Linked DNA regions of Gossypium hirsutum: region 2 is linked to region 1. The links are chromatin contacts, called in public Hi-C maps. All regions are on one chromosome and are shown on one strand. The core of a region is the stretch at or near the end of the contact, and the rest is flanking DNA. Distances in the headings are between cores, read along the strand shown.

Region 1 (6,946 bases), core at 1,005-3,504:
CAGTGATGCATCGTTAAATGGTTAGGTTGTGTATTGATGCAAGAAGGTAAAGTAATAGCCTATGCATCAAGACAACTAAAACCACATGAAAAGAATTACCCGATACGTGATTTTAAATTAACAGCCACTGTTTTTGCACTAAAAATTTGGCGGCATTACCTGTTTGGTGAAAAATGTCACATCTTTATTGATCATAAAAGTTTGAAATATCTAATGTCACAAAAAGACTTGAACTTGAGACAGCGCATGTGGCTTAAGTTATTAAAAGATTATGATCTGGTTATTGACTATCATCCGGGAAAAGCTAATGTGGTTGCAGATACTTTGACTAGAAAATCCCTATTTTCTTTGCGAGTGATTAACACCCGGTTGTCTTTATCTGATGATGGTTCAGTTATAGCTGAGTTAAAAGCTAAACCGACATTTCTGCAATAGATTTGTGAAGCTCGAAAAGATGATAGGAAGTTACAAGCAAAACGGATACAGTGTGAATCAACTTCTGATTCAGAATTTCAGATTGGGTCTGATGATTATTTATTATTCAGAGGCAGAATATGTGTATCTAAGAATTCAGAACTGATACAGAAGATTCTACTTGAAGCTCATTATTGTAATATGTCTATTGATCCTAGTAGTAATAAAATGCACAATGATATGAAAAAAATGTACTTGTGGCCGGGAATGAAACGATATATTACCATGGATTTTGTATCAGGGTGAAAGGCAGATCCACAACTTTCTTGATCTCCAATGGAAATGGGAAAGAATTACCATGGATTTTGTATCAGGGTTACCCCTGTCTCCAAAGAAGAAAGATGTTATTTGGGTAATTTCCGACCGATTGACAAAGTCTACACACTTTATTCCGGTACGTATGGATTTTTTCTTGGATAGATTGGCTGAATTATATGTTTCTAATATTATCAGATTGCATGGAATGCCAATTTCTATTATTTCAGATAGAGTTCCTCGATTTACATCCCGATTCTGGAATAAGTTGCAAGAAGCTTTGGGTACACAGTTGCATTTCAGTACTGCATTCCATCCTCAGACTGATGAACAATCAGAAAGTGTTATACAGATTTTAAAAGATATGTTTCGGTGTTGTGTGCTTGAATTTGAAGGTAACTAGGAAAGTATCTACCTTTGTTGAATTTTCTTATAATAACAGAGTCCAGCATTAAAATGACACCGTACGAAGCTTTGTATGGCCGGAAATGTAGAACTCCATTGTATTGGATAAAGCTCAGTGAGAAAAAAATACACGGGGTTGATTTAGTTTGTGAAACTGAAGAAAATGTGAAAGTAATTTAAGATAGTTTAAAAGCAGCCTCATATCGTGAAAGTTTTCTAAATATCAAGTGGGTTAAAGAAATAACCCAATCTTTGAGTAAATGTAACTGCAACAGTGCAACTACGAAGTAAAATTAAATATGGTTATAACATACATGGTTATAACATACTTATAGTCCTTGTAATTTTTGAAGATTAGGAATTCGGTCTTCTATTTTTAAGAAGTGTTAACAGTTGGACTTGAATTTTAAAATCTAAAAAGAAGAGGGACTCAATTATTAGAAATACGAGTATAGGAACTAAATTCTTAATTTTCAAAAAATACAGGGACTATAGGCACATTTTAACCTTAAAAAATATATGAGCGTATACGTGCAGGTGCAGGGTTGAGGGAGTCCATGCACCATTCATTGGCTGTGGAGGCAGGCAGCAGGTAGGTAGGTAGGTAGGGCTGTGTAGACATATATTAAAGTAAAAAAGGCCAACAACAACAGTACACCCCAGCCAACTCCATGTACAATTTGATCTACTTTCCCTTGTTGGAGACAGCCTCTAAATTTTGCAAGCTGTCGGCCTTTAAACCTTAAAAGTATTGGCTGGCTAACTAATTTCTGGTTTTTGAGTCGGAATACGCTTTGTATCTGCTATATATAACTCGACGAGGTTTTGGCGACACATGCAGATAACGAGAGAGGTTGAATTGAGTTTTTTTTTATATAAATTTTGAATATTATACAATATAAAACAATAAAATTCTTTGATTTGATTGTGGTAGCCATAACCTTTTCTTTGTGTTGAGAACCAAAAACGGTGGGTTGGATAGATTTTTATGGTTTGGCATGAGAGAGGTGCTATCAATCTTATCCAGATTCTTATTCTTCAACAATCAAACGTTCAACAGTGGCGATTGTCCGCACTTTTGCCTTTGAGAGGGTACTGCTGAAGTGTGATATTAACCGTTGGATGTATCTAAATATATATTCCCATCAAATCTAAGGAGATGATCAAATAGTCTCATGGTGGTGAGTTCCCCTAAATATAAACACATTTTCCCTTTACAAACCATCCACTGAACATGTTTAATTTATAAATGGTAGTTATATTGTAATTTTAAGTGTATAAACATCAAGTTGATATGCTATCTCCTCTGTAAACTAACTCACCATCTGAGTTAACCCCATTAACATGGTTTCCCCTAGCTTCGATGTTCACCATTGAAAAGTTCCCAAATTGTCTTTCTGTGGTTTCAACCATTGAGTTACTTCCTCAACAATCCCACATGAAAACCCGAACTCGGATGTGATTTTACCCATTCTGAGATTATCGTTGGGTAACTCTTCAGTGCTATTCTCCGTTCTCCAGCAGGTTACCGGCGGTGTATTGTTCGTCTCCGTAGCGCAAATCAGTTCGTCGCTGACAAAGAGGGATTGGAGGAGGACGATATCGTTATTGTAGAGGCGTTTACCGGGTAAAGACAACAGAGAAGGCTGTAACCGCCGGACCAGAGTGCGCAAAAGCTGGTTCGCCACCAGCGACGGCGGAGTAAGAGATGTTAGGGGCAATTGGGATGACAGCAGGGGAGGAGGAGAAACCACCACCGGCGCGGTAGCAGATAATTCTCTGGTTTATAATTTTAACGAAAATAAAAAAAATAATTCAACTAATATGAGTGTTTAAATTATATTTTTATTTCAAGTGTTTAAAATAAAAACTTTTAAAATTATTGATCATATGTGTAATTTATCTTAAATTATAATTTTTTAAATTATGACTTTTATTTTAAAATGGTCTTAAAATTTTAAAATATTTTAATTACATTCTTAAAATTTTAAAAGTATATCAATTAAGCCATTACATTAGTGACACATTAGTTTGTATGTGGGATAATTTAAATTTGAAATTAAAAAAATGAAATTTTAAAATAAAAAATGGTTAAAAGTAAAAAAGAAAAAAAAAAAGAGTGTCCACTGCCATGATTTAAGCAAGCTCATACGAAGTTCTCATTTGTTGGAACTAATAAGCAATTGAGACTTTTTAAAATTTTAACCCAAATGTCAATATATTAGATCTCACACAATTGATATACTCTAAAACTCAAAATCCATAATTATAATATAATTGCATATGAAATTATACTAGCAAAATTTGCTGTTTTACTTTTATATATAAATATATATATTAAGACTTTTTTTTACTTTTTCTAATTTTAAATTATGTAATGTAGGATTTGATATATTATTTAACGGTAAATTTAATAATTTCAATAATAGAATGACTTAATTGACATAACTTTAAAAGTTTAGGGATGTAATTAAAACATTTTAAAGTCTAAGGACCTTTGATGTAATTTATCAAACACTAATTATTATAAAATTATCAATAATACTCGAGAAAGAGATTCTCCAACCAAGTAACAAAACATAAAATCGAATCATCTTATATAATGCGATAGTTGGAGAAAGTATTATGCAATATGATTACTAATAAAACTAATAAGAAAAATAAACATACTATGCAATTTTATTGAGTTACTCTAGCATTACATATTTGTGAGGTTATTCACTCTTTTACATTTAACATGTATTATTTGTTATTATCTATTGGTTATTGATTAAGTATAAATAATTAATAATAAATATCATCTAATTTAGTATAAATAATTTATAATATATACTATGTAATTTAGTAGGTTAAAATGTATAGAAAATTATCTCTCATCAATCAAAATTTTTTAGCTCTCAACATTTCCTGTTTTTTGTCAATTTGTCATTACCTTTCAAAAGTCAATAAAATATTTTAAAAATAATTCTTTTTATATTTTAAATAAAAAACATAAAAATTTATTTTTAAAAATAAAAATTATGAAAAATAACTCTTTAAAATTTAAAAAATAAAAACTATTTTTAAAATATAAAAAAATTTCTAAAATTTGATGTTATTTAAACCGAATCGGGTTGGCCAATTGGACTGAGAATTGGTTGGGTATCGGTCCAATGAGAGGTAAAAGACCAATTGACCCACAAATTGGCATGGACTGGCTAAATTCTACTAAAAATTTGATTGAACCGACGATTGAACCTATTTGAACTAGTCTAACCAATTGGTTCCTAGAACAAATGATCTGACCAGTTCAAAGTAAATAAATTATATATAAAAGAAACCAAACATCACAATATTTAAAAATAATAATTGGTTCAACTACTAGTTCAACTAGTTTTTTTAGCTCGATTCTGTAACATCCCTAACACCCCTTGAGATGAGAATATTGTTATTTCAAGATTTGCATATGTTAGAATCTTCGAAGTAAATAAATATAGGAATCATGGGTGCTAGTAGAGAAGGTAGTTCGATACTGTAAGGAAATTAAAAAGACTTTTACATTTAGAGAAATTATTTGAGTTATTGACTAAGACCTAGTTTGGATGGGCAGTGTGTTTACCTCCGGTGAGGTTAAAAACAGCGGTGGCGGTGAGATTAGTTACTGTAGCGGTGAGATTAGATACTGTAGAGTGATATTAGAAACAATGGTGGAGTGTGTGTTTGGATTCAAACGTAGTTGTAGCGGTGAGGTGAGAATAAAAAAATGACTATTAAGGACATCAAATTAGAATTGATATATAATAGAAGTTTTTTAAATTATTTTACATTTTTAAAATTATTAAAATATGTGAATTTATAAATTCATTTAATAAAATATTAAAATGTATCTTCTAATATTTTATTATAAATATTTTAATGAATTATATAATCAATTTAAATTATTTATTAGATAAAATGATAATTTTTTAATTTTTTTATAGTTAAATATTATTTTATAACAATGACAAAAATTATTTTCACAAATAGTAACATTATATTTGGATCAAATTTTGAAGTATCTAAAAGGATGATTTTTAATAAAAAAATATAGTAACATAAAACATAACAAGTTTCATTATTACTAGAAATTTGGTTATGATACAAAATGTTTTTATAAATATGGATTCATTAAACTAGTTGCAATGGTTTTATGTGTGTTCACATTTCCGTCCGATATAAAGTATTTGACAAGAAGGTGAAATGCATGCTTTTATGTGTGTTCCATCTATGGCCCCAATACAATCCTTTAAAATAAATACAAGTAATGAGATAAAAGTTAGAAATAATTTATATTTTAAAAATATAAAGATTGTGTAAATTTTACCTTAAAATGAGGCCAATATCTTGTATCATGTCGAATATGGTTCAGTACTTCCTCGAATTGACCTTCAGTGGGTTTAATCGTGTCTAGTCCCATTCGAGCAAATATATGCAACATATCAGTAAAAATTTGACTAATAGTTTTCCCAAATTGTTGAAATCACTCTGTTGCATATGAATTTGATTCTCTATTTCCAAGAATGTACAATGATAATGCTAACTTCTCCATCGCCGATACTTTCCCATACTTTAAGCCATAATTTATTTGCAAATCATGCAACAAGCTGTGAAATATATTTTTTCGCATCCTAAAACTATTCATGCAACGATCATCATGCCCATTGAATACTTCGTCCACCCACATTTGACCTGTACAATTTGAATCCATACGTGGTTGTATAGTGAAATAAGTTTCATGGTGTACCCATACACTGCTTAACATATATTCTTCCTCTTCATGATAATTGTTATGCTCAACTTGGGTAATAATTGTGGCTATTCTTCGTTGAGCTTTTTCACTTAATTCAGGGGTATCATAATTCATATCAAAACTATTATACGTATTGTTAAATTCATCCATAACCTGAAAAAGTAATCAAATGAAAATAAATTAATATTTTATGACATTCTATACAACACCGAAACTTGAATAAAAGCATAGCATAAAAATACCAAACATAAAAAATATCATACATTAGTTTTACATATAAAAAAGTAGTATAGTTATATTACAATAATAATTCTAAGGAACTTATGGTGGAGGTGGTTGAGGGTATGGTTGGAAAGGAAATGAGGATGTTGCTACCAAGGATGAAAATGATGCAATTGGATTTTGTTCAGCATACTCACGTCGAAGCCACCAAACCCTAACATCTGGATCTAATTCAAAAACACTTCTCGTTTCACCGGTATTTGGAACATTTTGATGGCAAAATAGTATAGTTCATCTTTTTTTGGAATTTCATCTCCCAAAGCACGCAAAGCATCCATTGCATTTGAAATAGTATATTGAGATTGAGGAAAAATAATTTCATTCACTGACTTCCTTGGACTAGGCATACTCTTACACAATTTCTCAATTTGAGTAGTTAATGTATTTCTTGGCGATTTTTTACTTGAACTTGGCTTTTTTCATTTACCGTGTACAACCCCAAGTGTTTGCTTTCTTCGATTAGAAGTTTCATAAGAAGCGTTTGATGGTACCTTATTAGGTCCCTCATTAGGTGTATCATCTCCCATAGGAACCCTACTTGGAAGAACACCAGACGAAGGTGCCCATGCATTCTCTCCAGTGGCTACAATGCCACCAAACATTTGCCACGTTAACTCATTCAATCGTGGTTCAATTCCTTTATTCTTAAATCCTTTAAAATCAGGATTTTCCTACATAACATGTTAAAATATATTTTTTCATTAAAATTGTAAATTATTAATTTCAATAAACTTTATGCATTAAAATAATGATAAAGTTAAC
Region 2 (6,693 bases), core at 1,370-3,869, 41 kb before region 1:
AGGGAAGATAATTTAATTCTAAAAATCATGATCATAATCACCTTTTTGACCGGATGGATGCTGTGAAAAAAAATTGAATTGATTCAAAAGGGAATCAAACACATGAACAATGAAAGCTGCCATTTCTCTATTGGATGGAAATTCAATCAGGTCCAAACATGAAGCAGATAAAGTGGAATAAATAATAAGGTAATGGCAATGGCAATGGCAATGGCGTATACGGAACAATGAACAGGTTCGTTTATTAATTTAAATAAATCAACACGAATAATTTTTGTTGAATAAATTGAATTATAAATATTCCCATTCCTATGGCAATCTCAATATCAATAGGGATTCATTTTCATACTCTTTTGTATTTTTGTATTTTTTATTTTATTTATATAGATTATATATGTTAAATTTGATCTAAATTAAAATTTTTAACTATTTTTTAAATATAAAAATAATTTTTAATCGTTCAATTTTAGATCACTATGATAAAGATATTATATCAAATTGGTTCGAAATTTTACATACATAAAAAGTATAATTATATTAATAAAACGGTTGAATCGTTAAAATATTAGTAATACAAAGAAATATATGAAAGGGCACTTGTAACTGGATCTTTCTTTTAATTATTAATATTATGATTAATTATGTGTTTATTTTATTTATAATATAATTAATAATGTTTAAAATTTATTATTTATATCTAAAAATGATGAGATTTGGTTATATATATTATTATCCATGATTAGATTTTTAATTGTTAGGACTTAAGAGACACATGCAATTATGTTTGGTTATGACTATTTTCAAATAAATTAATTTAATTTTAAAAAATAAACATAAACATAATTCATTTTAAATTAAAAAAAAATGTGAACATGAATAGGTCTCTCTTTTTAAGACTAAAAATATAATTCTTCCAAGGCTAAACTTGAAACTGGTTTAATTGTAATTTTCTTTTTTTTAATGATTTTTTGTTTTCGTATTATATTAAATGAAATGATAACCAAAATTAGAAAATGTAAACAAAATTCAAAGGATAATGTAACATAAAATCTAGGCTTGTTAAGATAGGGTGTTGAGTGAGGCGGCTAGGGTACGGGGAGTTGTCACATCCTGTTTTCTTTCTACTGCCCTTTTTATTTCACCACTTTATTGGTTATGCTAACATTAAAAAACTAAAGATGGATCATGAATGCTTTTGGAACCACCAAATTACGACATTTTGACTAAGTCCAACCATAACAACATACACAATCCAACACCTATGTCCCAGCTGCATATGTCAGCCCTTTCCCTTTCTTTCTTTCCTTATTTTACCCAAGCCAAATTGTCTTCTCACTCACTCACTCACCCACCCACACATACATACATAACCCCTCCTCCAATGCACTCTGCAGCTGTTATAATAAGAAGCCAAAATAATATTAAGTTAATTGTTAAAAGGCAGGCAAGCAAGGACGGAAGGCAGGGTTCGATCCATCTTTTCCTCAAAATGGAGCCGTTGACGTTCGCTGAAGCGTTCGCTTTCTAGAAAGTGGAGTGGCAGCAGCTACACGTAACTGTTTCCATTTGCATGCCCCAAACACACAAAAATACCAGCACAATGTCAATACTCTTCATACTATATCTTACCAAATGCTTTTTTTTTCTTCTTCTACGGGCTTGTCCTACCACTACTGGACTGGTACAGTGACTACAATCAGTCCATATACCAATGCTTTATTGTTTGCATTACTAGATTTGGGTCAAATATCACAAACTAAATGGTTCTTTAATTTCTCTTTCTTTTTTGGGTTCTCAGCCTATACAAGTTACCTTACCTGTTCTTGCTGTCTCTTGAGTCTTGCATTCTCTTCCATAAGATGGGCAACTTCAAGCTCTAACTCATTAGTGTAAACCTGCAATATAAAAAAAATAGAGTATCTCAATGTTAACGTCCCTTTTTATTGAAATCCATGACCGGGGAAACACACTAGTACATACCTGTTTCCTAGCTCTTGATCGAGCTGCAGACTCCCGGTTCTTGATCATACGCTTGTGGCGTCGATCCCCAGAATTGTTATCAGGATCTTGGAACCTTTTCTTATCAAAACAAGCCAAACCAGAAGGCGAAGCTAGAGCGTCAAATGGGCAATTCATATTGGACAGATCCGAGATGGGGTTGTTTTGCATTTGCAAACGCGGCTTAGACCTGAGAGGACACGAGTTATCAAGGAAATCAAAGCCGGGACCCGAATTCAGGCTCAAAAGAGTGGCAGGAGGTGGCGGTGGTGGAGAATCAAGAAACGTGGTGTCCCCGTTTGCGGAGACCCTGTTTGTTGGTGGTTCTTTGCTGAAAGGTCTAGCCAGAAAATCCTGGAGGATAAAATGGGGATTGTGGGGATTTAGGCCTTCCCTGGAAGAAGAGTTATCATGTAGAGAAGCAAGGTTAATCTCCTTCCATACCTCTTCCATAGTTTTGGGTGTATGGGTTTGGTTGTGAAGATGGGAAGGGGTAGAGAGTGGTGAAGATGATGATGATGATGAAGAAGAAGAGGAAGAAGAAGAAGAAGATGATACTGAGGACAGTGTGTTTAGGCTGAATGTTGGTGTGTTGTTGTTGGGTGATGACAATATGGATAATTAAAAAAAAAAAAAACAGAGAAGCCTTTGTAGAGAAGCAGTGTGAAACCGAGCTTAAATGCAACTTACCACTAGTAGAAGTAGTAGAACAGAGTTGAGATAAAAGAGAGGGAGGTGTTACTAAGGGAGTGATAATGGGAAAGAATTTTTGTACTAAGAAAACAAAAGCTGACCTCGACCTCAATGGTTTTGAGGCTTTGCTTTGTTTCATTGGTCGTTTAAAAGTGTGTGAAACAACACTGCAGCCACGCGCCTGAAGCAGGACCGTGCAACTTGGGCCAACGCCCCTTGGCCTATGGGTTGAGAGCATAATAAACTTACAATAGAACCTAGTGTGTTCACAATATGTTTTTGTCATTAGTTTCTGTTATAGGGAAAGAGGACCGATACTATAGTTAGTACTAACTAATAATATTACCAACATGTGTCGCTTCTACGTTCTCCTATTCCAAGCTGGAAAAAATGGTCCACATTGGGAGTGCACTAACGCTATCTCAGCAGTCAGCCAGGCTGCAGTCAGTCAGTACTCATATTCTGTGGCTTAAATCGACCGTGGGTTAATATGCACAACGATATATATAAATGTCGATACGTCAGTCAGTCCACCTTTAGGCTATGGTGTACCTGTTCCTTATCACTTCATTATACCATACGAATATATGCTATTCCTATAGGCTATAACAGCTGCAGCTACACCCATAGCTCTACCCAAAAACTAAGCATAAAAATGAAACAAATTTGGTAAAACAAAAGGAAATTAAGTCGAGATTTTAGGCATATTTAAAATAAATCATGTGTTTAATTAGGGTATTATTATATGGTAAGTGAAGTGGGACACAAACATTTTTACAACAAGAAGCGGGACGCTATAAGGCCAAACATTTACACACACACACACACACAAAAAAAAGGTTGATTAATGGAATCAATTTGGTATGGGCAGTTTCTGAAATTGGAGTGGCTCCCATCATCTTCACCCTTTTGGTGCATCCTAATCCTATCATTCCTTTTTTTTTCTCCTTTTCCTTTCCCCTTTCCTTAGTCTTCTCTTCTTTTTCTCTTTCTTTTATCTTTTTTTTCCACCTTCCACTTTGGTCATTAGTCATCCTTTCTATTACATGGGGCCATGCAATTCGGGTATGTGTTTTATGTGTTCCAACCAATTGTTTTCTTTTAAACATTTAAACCCATAAAACCATATATGAAAAATGTATCTTACAAAAATTTTTCTCTGAAAAACATGTCGTAAAACTTGGTTCAGGGTGGCGACGGTAACAAATTGAATGAAGATTGTAACTGTAAAAAAATAGAATGTCAGTAATGATAATATATCGCAAAGAAAAGAGAAATAAAAATAAAGAACACACAGATTTTACATGGAAACCCTTTCGGGAAAAAACCACGGGCAGAGGAGAAGAAAATTTACTATGTCAAATTCAAATAATTACAAGAGGAATAGACTATGTCTATTTATAGGCTTGTAAAGCCATATTCTAATAGGAGTGTAGTAAGATTGAAACACCTTATTCTGAGCAATATAAAATAGATAGAGTTTAATAAGGTTTAAAAAACCTTATTATAAAATAAAATAAAAGAAGAGTAGTTCTATATGAATTTTATTTTTATTTTATTTTACCACTGTATTTTATTTAAATAAGGATTCGGATCACTTAATTCTAGCATTAACATTAAAAAAGTTTATTTTAAGGATTTGGAAACAATAACCAACAATAATATGGTTGTAGACTTGTCTCCAACACCGATGGTGTCCTGGAAAGATAAAGCTCTAGGGAGGGGATCTCCTATTTCTGGTTGTGAATAGGATTTTGAATTCTTGGAGGGAGACATCACGAGGACTACTATTAATGGTGTCCCTGCAATTAATTTTTTCGAGAGGATCCAGAAGATCCTAGTAAGGGTCATAGCGACCACGGTGGTGGTGAAATTGCTGGGTCGAAATTTAGTGTACTCCATCCTTTAAAATCGAATCTTCAATATTTGGAAACCTTCACACTCTTTCCATCTTATAGACATTGAGAACAGTTATTTCCTTGTCAAATTCCAAAGTAGGGAAGACTATGAAATGGTACTCACCCAAGGTCCCTGGATTGTCTTTGGATAATACCTCATGGTTCAATCGTGGTCTCCAAAATTCAACCATCTTCAGCCTTTCCCAAATACTGTTATGGCTTGGGTTCGTTTACCTCAATTGCCAGGGGTCCTATACAAATGATAAATCTAGGAAGAGATCGACAATTTAATTGGTAAGGTTGCTAAGCTTGATTTTAAGATAGATTTGGGTCAAGGGGGCGTTTTGCACAAATGACAGTTGTCGAAACCATCTTTTTTTTAATTAATAAAAAAAGGAATCGACTTTTTGAAAAACGAAAATGGAGTCGCCACCGACCCTTTTGTTTTGGTGTGATCGGATCACCTAAAAATTTGGTTATTTTAATAAAATATTTCTTTTTACTAAAACAACGATTTTGGTCTTACGAAAATATGAGAAAACGGGTTCGGGAGTCGGTTACGCATGAGGAAGGATTAGCACCCTCATTACGCCCAAAATTGGTACCAAATCGATTAGATACTGTCCTTATGTCTAAGATTAAAAAATGTTTTTGAAATGTCTAAGTTTATATGTTGAAAACCGCAAAAGGATGCCTAATTGTTTAGTCCAACGAGAAAATCGAAACCCAGCACAGTAGGGCACGACTCATTGAATTTCTAGACATTGGACATTGCCTTATTTTAGGATTTGAAGAACATGGGTGAAATTCTAAAGGAATATTCGATTATTTTAAATAAACAAGAGATCGCAATCCAGCACGATAGGGCACGATTCCCCGAATTGCCAAACATCGAACATTACCTTCGTTTTAGAGAATTTTTAAAGACATGGGTGAAATTTCAAAGGAATATTCGATTGTTTTGAAAGAATGAGAAATCGCAACCCAACACGATAGGGCACGATTCCCGAATTGACAAACATCGAGTATCACCTTCGTTTTGAAGAATTTTTAGAAAACATGGATGAAATTCTAAAGGGACATTCGATTATTTTGAGCAAATGAGAAATTGCAACCTAGCACGTTAGGGCACGATTCTACGAATTGCCAAATATCAAACATCGTCTTCGTTTTAAAGAATTTTTAAAAGAATGATTATAAAAATAGCTTAAAACATGTTAATTCGACTCGAAATAAGACGAAACTAATCATAAAAAATTGGATTTTATAAAACCACATTTCATACACCAAGTGGAAAATAATGATATGGGATAATATATGCATAAAAGTACGAGAATGGAAGAATGAAGATAATGCAATTTATTTAATCAACTAACAAGCACTTAAGCAACTAAGTATAACTAACTTGAAAATATAACTCAACTTTGACCATGCATATAAAATATAACTAAGTAATGAGGCTGGAATACAAATGCCACCAAGGTCATAATCCAAAGACCTGCAGTCTTCCCCTACAAAGACCTGCAGAATCGAGGTACCTCTTCAGATCGAGCCAAACACATATGAGGTGGATTTCCTAGTAATGGATATCAAGCCCTCATACAATTGCTTATTGGAGAGGCCCTGGATACATTCAGCTGGGGCAGTGCCTTCATTGTTGCATCAAAAGTTGAAGTTGGTATCAGAGGGGCGGTTGATAATGATCAATCCTGAAGAGGATATCATTGCAACTGTAAACAATAATATGCCCTATCTGGAGACAGATGAAGAAGCAATCGAATGCTCATTTCGATCTTTAGAATTTGTTAATGTGACGTTCACCACCAAGGGAAGCAAGATTCTGGTGCCGAAATTGTCCAAAACTACAAGGATGAGCCTACAGTTGATGGTTGGAAAAAGGGCCCTACCCCGAAGAGGACTTGGGAGACATCTCTAAGGAAGGGTTGAAACGCCAGCGTTGAAGGATAAGAGAGACCGCTTTGGCTTAGGATTTAAACCAGATGCAAGACAAAGGAAAAAAGAGTTGGAAAAGAAGCAAGAGAGAAGGAGAGCACGATTAACGGGGGAGAAAATCAAATGAGAGCCAATGATATTCCCCCATATA

Evidence for each region. A called contact is a pair of places that touch in the nucleus more often than the background predicts.
Region 2: a contact with region 1 is called in a Hi-C map of leaf, with 4 times the contacts expected there. The contact joins the promoter of LOC107958362 here to the enhancer-like site in region 1. A contact is called at or near these places in 13 of 34 Hi-C or Micro-C datasets (anther, fibers, hypocotyl and 2 more).

Annotation. Positions count from the first base shown.
Region 1 is chrA11:24,232,894-24,239,839 of Gossypium_hirsutum_v2.1, reverse strand. No RefSeq gene overlaps it. Among protein-coding and RNA genes, the nearest start is that of LOC107905328, 21 kb to the left of the region's middle. Within about 2 kb of position 2,254, at least 7 of the 9 cell types and tissues checked have an H3K27ac peak or open chromatin away from gene starts, as enhancers often do. A contact at or near this core is called in fibers and leaf, where this site is marked.
Region 2 is chrA11:24,274,903-24,281,595 of Gossypium_hirsutum_v2.1, reverse strand. LOC107958362 (protein FD) reads right to left here and starts at 2,619. Exons shown (of 3, transcript XM_016894118.2): 1 at 1,981-2,619; 2 at 1,818-1,895; 3 at 1,471-1,556. The coding sequence starts at 2,619. The coding sequence ends at 1,485.